Linked DNA regions of Zea mays: region 2 is linked to region 1. The links are chromatin contacts, called in public Hi-C maps. All regions are on one chromosome and are shown on one strand. The core of a region is the stretch at or near the end of the contact, and the rest is flanking DNA. Distances in the headings are between cores, read along the strand shown. Region 1 holds the start of LOC100280769 (RALF). Region 2 holds the start of LOC606481 (adenosine 5'-phosphosulfate reductase-like 7).

The links. Hi-C and Micro-C count contacts between places; a contact is called where the count stands out from the background.
Region 2: a Hi-C map of ear shows a contact between it and region 1, with 2.6 times the contacts expected there. The contact joins the promoter of LOC606481 here to the promoter of LOC100280769 in region 1. A contact is called at or near these places in 4 of 25 Hi-C or Micro-C datasets (bundle sheath, ear, leaf and 1 more) and 2 of 3 datasets of contacts at active chromatin or transcription factors (leaf and seedling).

Annotation. Positions count from the first base shown.
Region 1 is chr3:134,230,251-134,234,442 of Zm-B73-REFERENCE-NAM-5.0, reverse strand. LOC100280769 (RALF) reads left to right here and starts at 2,185. Exons shown (of 1, transcript NM_001153691.2): 1 at 2,185-3,288. The coding sequence starts at 2,371. The coding sequence ends at 2,745.
Region 2 is chr3:134,434,400-134,438,591 of Zm-B73-REFERENCE-NAM-5.0, reverse strand. It overlaps LOC606481 (adenosine 5'-phosphosulfate reductase-like 7), which reads right to left and starts at 2,467. Exons shown (of 5, transcript NM_001112336.2): 1 at 2,196-2,467; 2 at 1,076-1,249; 3 at 1,072-1,073; 4 at 846-970; 5 at 1-752. The coding sequence starts at 2,372. The coding sequence ends at 340.

The DNA.
Region 1 (4,192 bases), core at 936-3,435:
ACTCGGTTTTATTTCTAACTCTAACCCTGGCTTGTAGTTGTGCTTAAAGTTTGTAAATTTCAGTTTCCGCCTATTCACCCCCCTCTAGGCGACTTTCACCATCCCTTTGCCGGCACCCACACGTACCTTATCGACTGCACGCCGCCGTCACCAAGGCCCTTGTGACCATGCACCGCCACTCCATTGTCGTCCTATGGAGATTATTCCTCCTTGAAACTGCCCCCTCGCCCTCAATCTCATGCGCCTTGCAGACGGGTGGCCTCACGTCGCGGGGTCGGTGCGCTCGACTGTAGCCCGAGTTTCGCTTCGACACCATCTCGAACGACTCGCGGACGTCGTGCTCCATCTCATAACAGTATAATACACATTTACACATAAGTTATCGTGATATTATATGTCTCCGTTGCAACACACGGGCACTCACCTAATATATATATATAACATATACATTAACTATTGTATGAATCTATTGAAATGCTAAAATGACAAATATTTTTAGGATGGAGGGAGTACTCCACGCTTTGGGAAATGAACTTAGGAAGCAAAAATAAAATTTTATCATATTTTCGAAAGGCACTTAGAGTGTTATTGTTTGTTTTATTATAGTCTTCGCAGGCATTAGACCTTATGCATATAGTAGCTCAACATAAATGTATACAATATATCTTGATATTTGGTAGTTATACATGGGGAAGCTGCATTTAATAAATTTACATTTGGTTCTTTACATTTTGTAGTCATTATATGTTCTAATTGAGGTCTTACATTTATTGTAGACGTATAGTGACATACTAACTATTTCGTTTTTTATGTGGGTATCCGCTTCAGAGTACTAGCTAATTCAATATTGGCTTTTAACTCTATATATACAAACATGCTTAATAACTAGTCCCTCTATATATATTGGAATAGAAGTCGTTTAGAACATGATTGTGAATACCGAAGAGTGGTTAATTAGGGTGACATTTGTCATGTTTGCCCATATGAAATAGCTCTGCGGCTGTATTATGAACACAAAAACCATGCATCGATTCGTTGTCATATGTAGTTCAATGAACACAAAAACCATGCATCGATTCGTTGTCTAAATGAAGTCCTAGCATCCAAAATGACTTGATTGGCCAATCTGCAGCTAGCTCTCCAAAGGGAGTAAATGCTAACGGTTAATGAACAGACATTGCACAAATTAACTAGGGGGTAATCAACCGAAACGTTGATGGATTGCCTTTTTAACTAGGGGGTGATCAACCCTAAGGGCATATACAGTGGTGTTTAATGTGGAGGCTCTTAAGGTGTTTAAGGGGTGTATTTGCAAAAAAATCTTAGAGCCGTCTCTCCGTGAAGAGACGCCTCTGGCTCATAAACCAAGTAGTAATAGACGCCTCACTTCCTACTGTACGAATTTGTCGTCTGTTCTATCGATCTGCTGCTGTACAAATGCATTTAATTCTGTATTTATTAGTAGACTACATTTATAGACACTCCATTGTATAATAGAGTCTCTTAGTTGTCTCTTGTGCTTGGAGAACCGTTTTGGTGTCTCTCCACTGTACATGCCCTTACCACGGCGGGTTCGGTCAAGAGTGGATTGAAGAGGATTAGTGGAATTAAATCTCTCCCTACTCAAAATTAAATAGTAAAAGATCTAATCCTGTCAAACTCCTCTGATTCCTATGTAACCGAATAAGGGCTTCACCAGCACAGATAATTTTGGGGTTCATTTTCACCCAGCTAAAACTTAGTCTCTGTTACATTAAATGTTCGAACAATAACTATGAGTATTAAATATGGTTCGATTATAAAACAAACTAAAGAATAAAAGACAATACAAATTTGTTAAACCTAATTAAGCTTATATTTAATACTTATAATATATTTAAATATTTAATATGATAAAAAATTAAACTTTATTCAGGAAACCAAATATCCCTTGGTTGGAAGTCAGGTCGAAATTGTCGGATCCTGGCTGCCAGAGCCACGAGTCCTCGGCAAACCTGTCACATGTTTTAGGCTTTGTTGTCATGGAGAAGCAGGGCCTAACCACCCAATCAGAATGAATCATGCGCGCCACCTGGATGATTAGCGCCGGCACCGCCGATGGCCCTGTGGTTATGCCGGCCACCGCAATCACGATCAATCACGTCATTGTCCTTGGATTAGCACCATCCGTCGTGGCGTGGCCTCTTTTAGCAGCCCAGCTGTGCGCTCCTTTCTTTTATCTGTGTCTGCGCCTCCCTTGCACGGACTCCGTCTCCACTCCTTGACGACTCACGAGCACAGCAAGGCTCGCTCGCTCGCACACACCAAGCAAGCAGGCCGCAGGCGTCTCACAGGCTCTCCGCCGTCCCCCAACGCGCTTTCCCCGGCGCCATGGCCAGGCTGGCGCTGGTGCTCCTCCTGCTGCTGGCCGTGGCGGCGTCCGCGTGGGCCGGCGCCGGCGCGAGCCACCTCGATCTGGGCTTGGGCTTCCTCTCCTCCGGGGACCGCCGGCGGGAGTGCCGCGGCACGGTGGCCGAGTGCCTGGACGAGTCAGAGGGCCTGGACCTGGGGGCGGGGCCCGCGTCCGTGGAGTCCCACCGCCGCGCGCTCTACGGCGGCGGCGGCGGGTACATCAGCTACGGCGCGCTGCGGCGGGACAACGTGCCCTGCTCCCGCCGCGGCGCCAGCTACTACAACTGCCGCCCCGGGGGCCAGGCCAACCCGTACCACCGCGGCTGCTCCCGCATCACCCGCTGCCGCGGCTGAGCGGATCCGGCATTCCACCCGCCGCCGAGAATAAGTTCTTTTGCCCTGTTCACCCCACCCGAGTGCTACCGCTACCGCCGCCGCTGTTCACAAGTAGTACTAGAGCTATGGATTTTCATTGTTGTATGGGGGGTTTGTTTGCCAGATCCTTGTGCTGATCCTATGTCGCCTTAATACTCTTATTATTCTTTCCATTCCATTGCTTTGATTGCTGCTTGGTTCCTGCAAGTGTCCTGTTCAGACAGATTCTGAGTTCGGGTTGCTCATTCTCAAGAGTCCGGGATTCGTCGTGGAGACCTGACCTAGAGCAGCAGATGCAGATCCGTGTTCCTGGCTGATCCCTGCTCTTTGTTCTTTCTGCTACGATCCCACCTGCATTGCTGCTTGCAGGAATGGAGTTTTTTTTTTTTTTGGAACAATTGGATCTATACTATTAAAAGATCCAAACTTTAGATATATACCATGGACCACACATGTTATTGACTCATGTGAACCCACATGTAAGTGAGATAGTAATGGTATGGATCCAAAGTGGTGATCTTTTAATGGTATGGATCCAAATTTCCCTTTTTTTTTGGCTGTGCGATTTATGTGGTGGATTCTGCTGAGAGCTAGGAGGCATCGTGTACACAACAGGCAGATGAAATGGAAGCATGGAACCACTTTATTTTCCAAAAAAAACATTTCATATGCTGGAGGTGGATTGTATTGGTCTGGACGACGGTGGTTGAGAGTGAGAGGCATGAGCCGTGACGCGGCATCTTCATTCTGCGCGCCATGTGGAGTTGCTGTTCGTATATGGAGGGAATAAATGACCTGTTTTTCTTGTTTCTCAGCAGAGTGAATGCTGCCTCGGAACGAAACGTCCCACAAATAACTTTTAATCTGCCGTCGCGTCAGAAATAGTTTATTCTTCTGTAGACGGTGCTCTTTTTGTTTGTAGTTTTTTTCTTCAAGAAACATATATACACCTAAAAGATAAGTTAGCAAAGACTTGAACTGATCAACATCACGTTGACTACCTGCTGCGTCTGCTCAGCGCGGGTGCAAAAACACCGCTAAGTGAGCGGGTGCAGAAACAGAGCAGTCATCTCTACTTTTAGCTGATGTCTATAGTTTACTTGTCCAGTCATACATTAGATCTTTTCAACAGTAAAGCTATCCATACGTTTAGCTGGAATGGAGTAGACGCTGGGGTCCAGTGGTCGGTCAAGAACAAAGAATTTAGCTGCCGGTCACAGTACCAGGTAATATGGCTTTTCTCTCTCTTGCTTTCCATTTTATCTGGCCCGTTTAGTTGCTCCGTTAGAAGAAGGATTGCACTGCTACAGTGGCTCCAGAACAGCTATTTTAGCTTTGCCTGGCCGGATGACTGCTCTGTTGGAGTGAGCCTAAGCTCAGCAACGAAGTACACTATGTGCTTCTCTCGACACTACAGTACAACTAG
Region 2 (4,192 bases), core at 1,218-3,717, 200 kb before region 1:
AATATGTACTTCGTCAAGTGCATGCAATGATGCAATTCAATGAATCAGCCAGCGTGTTCTCATGCTGTCAGTCAGGGCAACAACTAATATGCAATCAGACTTTATGTACAATCATGCAAACAAGACTCCTGGTCTGTTAGATTATGATCCAACGATATATCACATTTAATATTTAAACCTTTCCATCACCGACTCATGTAGATTTATAGAAAACCCATAACAAATCAAAATTATATCTACAGTTGGATCGTAATCTAACAAACCTAGAGCCTTACTTAAATGCTTACAGATAAAATCATTGCATATTAGTTGTTGCTGTCAGTTAGATGGTCGAGCCAATCAGTCCAACAGCAACCCGTGGATCGGAGAAGGTCGCCCACCAAGGGGCAACGAAGTTAGGGCTGCCCAGACCCTACCGTTCTCATTAGCTCCAACCACGAGCCTCAACTTGCTCCACACCTTCCTCACATCCACGGCGTGAGGCACGCATTCAAGCAGCTGGGCCAATCTGCCGAGGATTCCGAGGTTGATCTGCTCGCGGTATCCGGTCCACAAGTCTTGGATGAGGGCAAATGACTTTGGGAAGAAGAAAAAGAACACCCTCATGCAAATAAACAGGATGCTCAATGCAAGGTAGGGTTCTCGCTTCACTGTTTCACTAATAATTGAGCTGTTCCAAGCCTTTGCATAGCCGTCTGTGCTTTGCGCTGCGCTCCACTTCCGGCTACCGATGTATGCCACTGGCTCTTCACCTGCATCAAAACCAAACTCTCATTTAATAAGTAACTAAATTGTTTTTTTATTTCTTCTTCTCCATCAATAACATTCTAAATTCCAATACGTACCTGTAGCAGCAGTGTAAAGGCTGACCAGGGAGTCGAGATCTTTGGAACCAAGAGGCCAGAACACGTGTGAGTTGCGAGCTATTATTATGGAAGGCAGTGCACGGACATGGTACCTTGACAAAATGCTGCAGATTATATATACAAGGAAAGAGATGTCTCACTTACATGCATTATTAGCTATTATTATGAAAGGTAATTACTGCGTTCCAGCATATTCGGGTCTTACGCTTCATGATGCTGGACTCTTCCACGGCCAAGTGCTTAACCCGTGGAAACATTGAGCTCAGATCATCAAAGACTGATCTGGTTCTTTGAGAGAAAGGGCACCATGATGCATAGAAAAGGACAGCCGTGTGCTTTTCCTTGCCATCCAACATCCTCAGAAGCTCCTCCCCACTAACAACCTGCCAAAACTTTTGGAAGTGAGCTTCATACCGTATTATTAGACACCAAACCTCCATACTACACACACGATAAAACTCCAGGCCAATCCAGTAAAAGTCAACCTTTGCAAATGATCATACATACTTGATGCTCTTCCCTTATCACATTTAAGCCACTCGCCAGAATTAAAGAGCACAACAACATTTAACTTTTAGCCGTCCCAGTCCCTGATCCTACCGAGTTGACTGTAAATTAGTCCTGAGAGTTCCCATTAGTTGTTCTGGTGCTACACTGATAGATACTCACTACTGAATGAATTTTTGAGTCATTCCAACTAGGACCCATGTGCATCAAACGCTTAAATAACTGGGAAATATACAAATAACGTAAGGGAAACAGTTCACAAACCCCAACAATACACTATAGAAAGTAAAACGAAGGACCACGGACATAGGCCACGCACCCTACTGTTCTTGACGCTGTTTGCGTTGACTAGTTGAATTATATTTATACTTGAACACACAAGAACATGCAGATTCCGTCAACAACAAACAAGGGAAGGGGGTCAAGAAAGTGATCCTGTGTACAAAGAAAGATTAATGGAAACCAATCTACTAAAGTACAGCTTGATCCAGGCGCCTCTATTCACCCCGGCCCGTAAAAAAACTTAGGAAACAAAATTTTCTGCCCATGGTTCGCCAGGGAGAATCCACGCTAATCAGTGAAGTAAACAAAAGGAGCTAAACTTCTGGGATGGAAACAGCAATACATCATCGATCAAGAAGTATGAACAGCACAGGAATTTCTCGGCATGAGCATCGGAGCAAAGTGTGAGATCCGCCAGAACCGTACGCTAATAAACCGCCCGGTTTGTTTGGCTTCGCCCTGCCCGAGAGAACTAAATATTGCCGGCTTGCCGCCAACTAGGCAACCACACGGCCGGAGGTAGGGCTCAGAGACACGCACCTCGTAGGGGGGCCAGTACCCCTCCGTCGAGACGGGGCAGGTTGCCCGGAGCGCGGCGGCGAACGGCGGCAGCCCGTACTCCAGCCCCGGACACTGTCCCAGATACTGCCGCGCCGGGCGTGCATACGCACCAGGCAGCGCCAGCAGCAGAAGCAGGGGGAGGAGGACGCGGGTCATGGCGACGGCCGACGGAGGCGAGAGGCGAGAGAGAGAGAGAGAGAGGAGAGAGGAGTGAGTTTTCTTGGCTTTCTAGAGGGTCAGCTTTGGGAATCTTTCGAGGTTTGGTGTGCCCTTCGTGGAATCAGGGTTTGATTAGACTACCCGTGCTTCGGCCGGCAGGATTCTCCACGAACGTAGCCGCTGCCAGCTGACGTGTGGGTCCGGCAACAGGGTAACCCTGCTGGGCAGCGGCCGGACATTACGGTAGAGGAGTCACTCGTAGCTTTCGGATAGATAGGTGGTGATGACGGGTCAAAACCTGCAAAAAGTATGGCCTAACTTTTTTCTTGGGATTAAAGTTTACCCATATCATATCACATATTTGAATGTATATTAATTGTATTAAGCATGTCTCGTCCTCTATATTCATCCTCTATATCTATCATTTATGGTCTCCTTTAAAAGATTCTATCCTCTATATCTACTTCATCTCCAACAACGTTCTCTAAATCACATCATCTATATATAAATACCTATATTAGAATATTTTTTATTTTTTTGTATATACATATTTATCATACTCTCAAATGTATTGTACATATTTTAGTTTTGCTAAACCGATTATTTAAAGCATTCAAATAGATAGAGGACCATTTATAGAAACTCTATATATGGAGAATTCAACAGCGTCCTCTAAATTTATAGGACCGTTTAGAGGACGCTGCCGGAGAGCGTAGAGGACCGTTTGATCCTCTATATTTAGAGTACATGAGGCTTTATGGGCTCTTGTTGGAGCCAACCTAAGAATAGAGCTTCGGACTCTGGTTTTTATAGAAAAAACTCAGAGCCCTGTCAAACACCCTTTTTAACGAGTTACTGCTAAAAGCACATAAAAACGAGAGCTATTTTTGTGTTATGGAGAAGAAGTCACAAATAATAGCTTCAGCGACTCTAGCCCTAGCTCTGACACTTTATTACAGTGAAATGACTCTGACTTTAGGATAATTTGTTTTTGCTAAACAATTTGCGAAATGGCTTTAGTTCTACCAAAAAAGATGTTTTTCAGTAAAAACCAGAGTTAGAGTTGTTTTTAGGGAAGCTAGAGCCCTAACAAACAGGCCCTAAATATAGTCTAATTATAAAACTAATAACACAACTAAATACTAAACAATAGAATTTTAAGCCCAATAAATCCATGATTAGCAAATACTTACTATAACATCATATGATCGAATCATTGACTAATTAGACTTAAAAGATTGGTGAAAGGGAAATAGGCTTACACCTTTTCCTAAATAGATTTTGGTGGTTGAATTGCCCAACACAAATAATTGGACTAACTAGTTTGCTCTAGTCTATAAATTTAAAGGCGCCAAAGGTTCACAGTAAGCCAATAAAAAGACCAAGAAAGGGTTCAAACAAAGAGAGCAAAAGACAACCGAAAGGCACCCTGGTCTGGCGCACCGGACAGTGTCCGGTGCACCAGGGCACTCGACGCTGAACTCGCTACCTTCGGGAAAATGGGAGGCCGCTCCGCTATAATTCACCGGACTGTCTGGTGTCACACCGGACTGTCCGGTGTGCCAGCGGAGCAACGGCTACTTCGCGCCAACGGTCGACTGCAAACGCATTCAATGCGCTACAGTGCGCGCCAGAGTCAGAGCAGCGCCAGACGGCGCACCGGACAGTCTACAGGACCTGTCCGGTGCACCACCGGACAGCCCAGAGGCCCCACCAGTCAGAGCTCCAACGGTCAGAACCCAACAGCCGGCTGACGTGGCTAGCGCACCGGACAGTGTCCGGTGGCGCACCGGACTGTCCGGTGCGCCATGCGACAG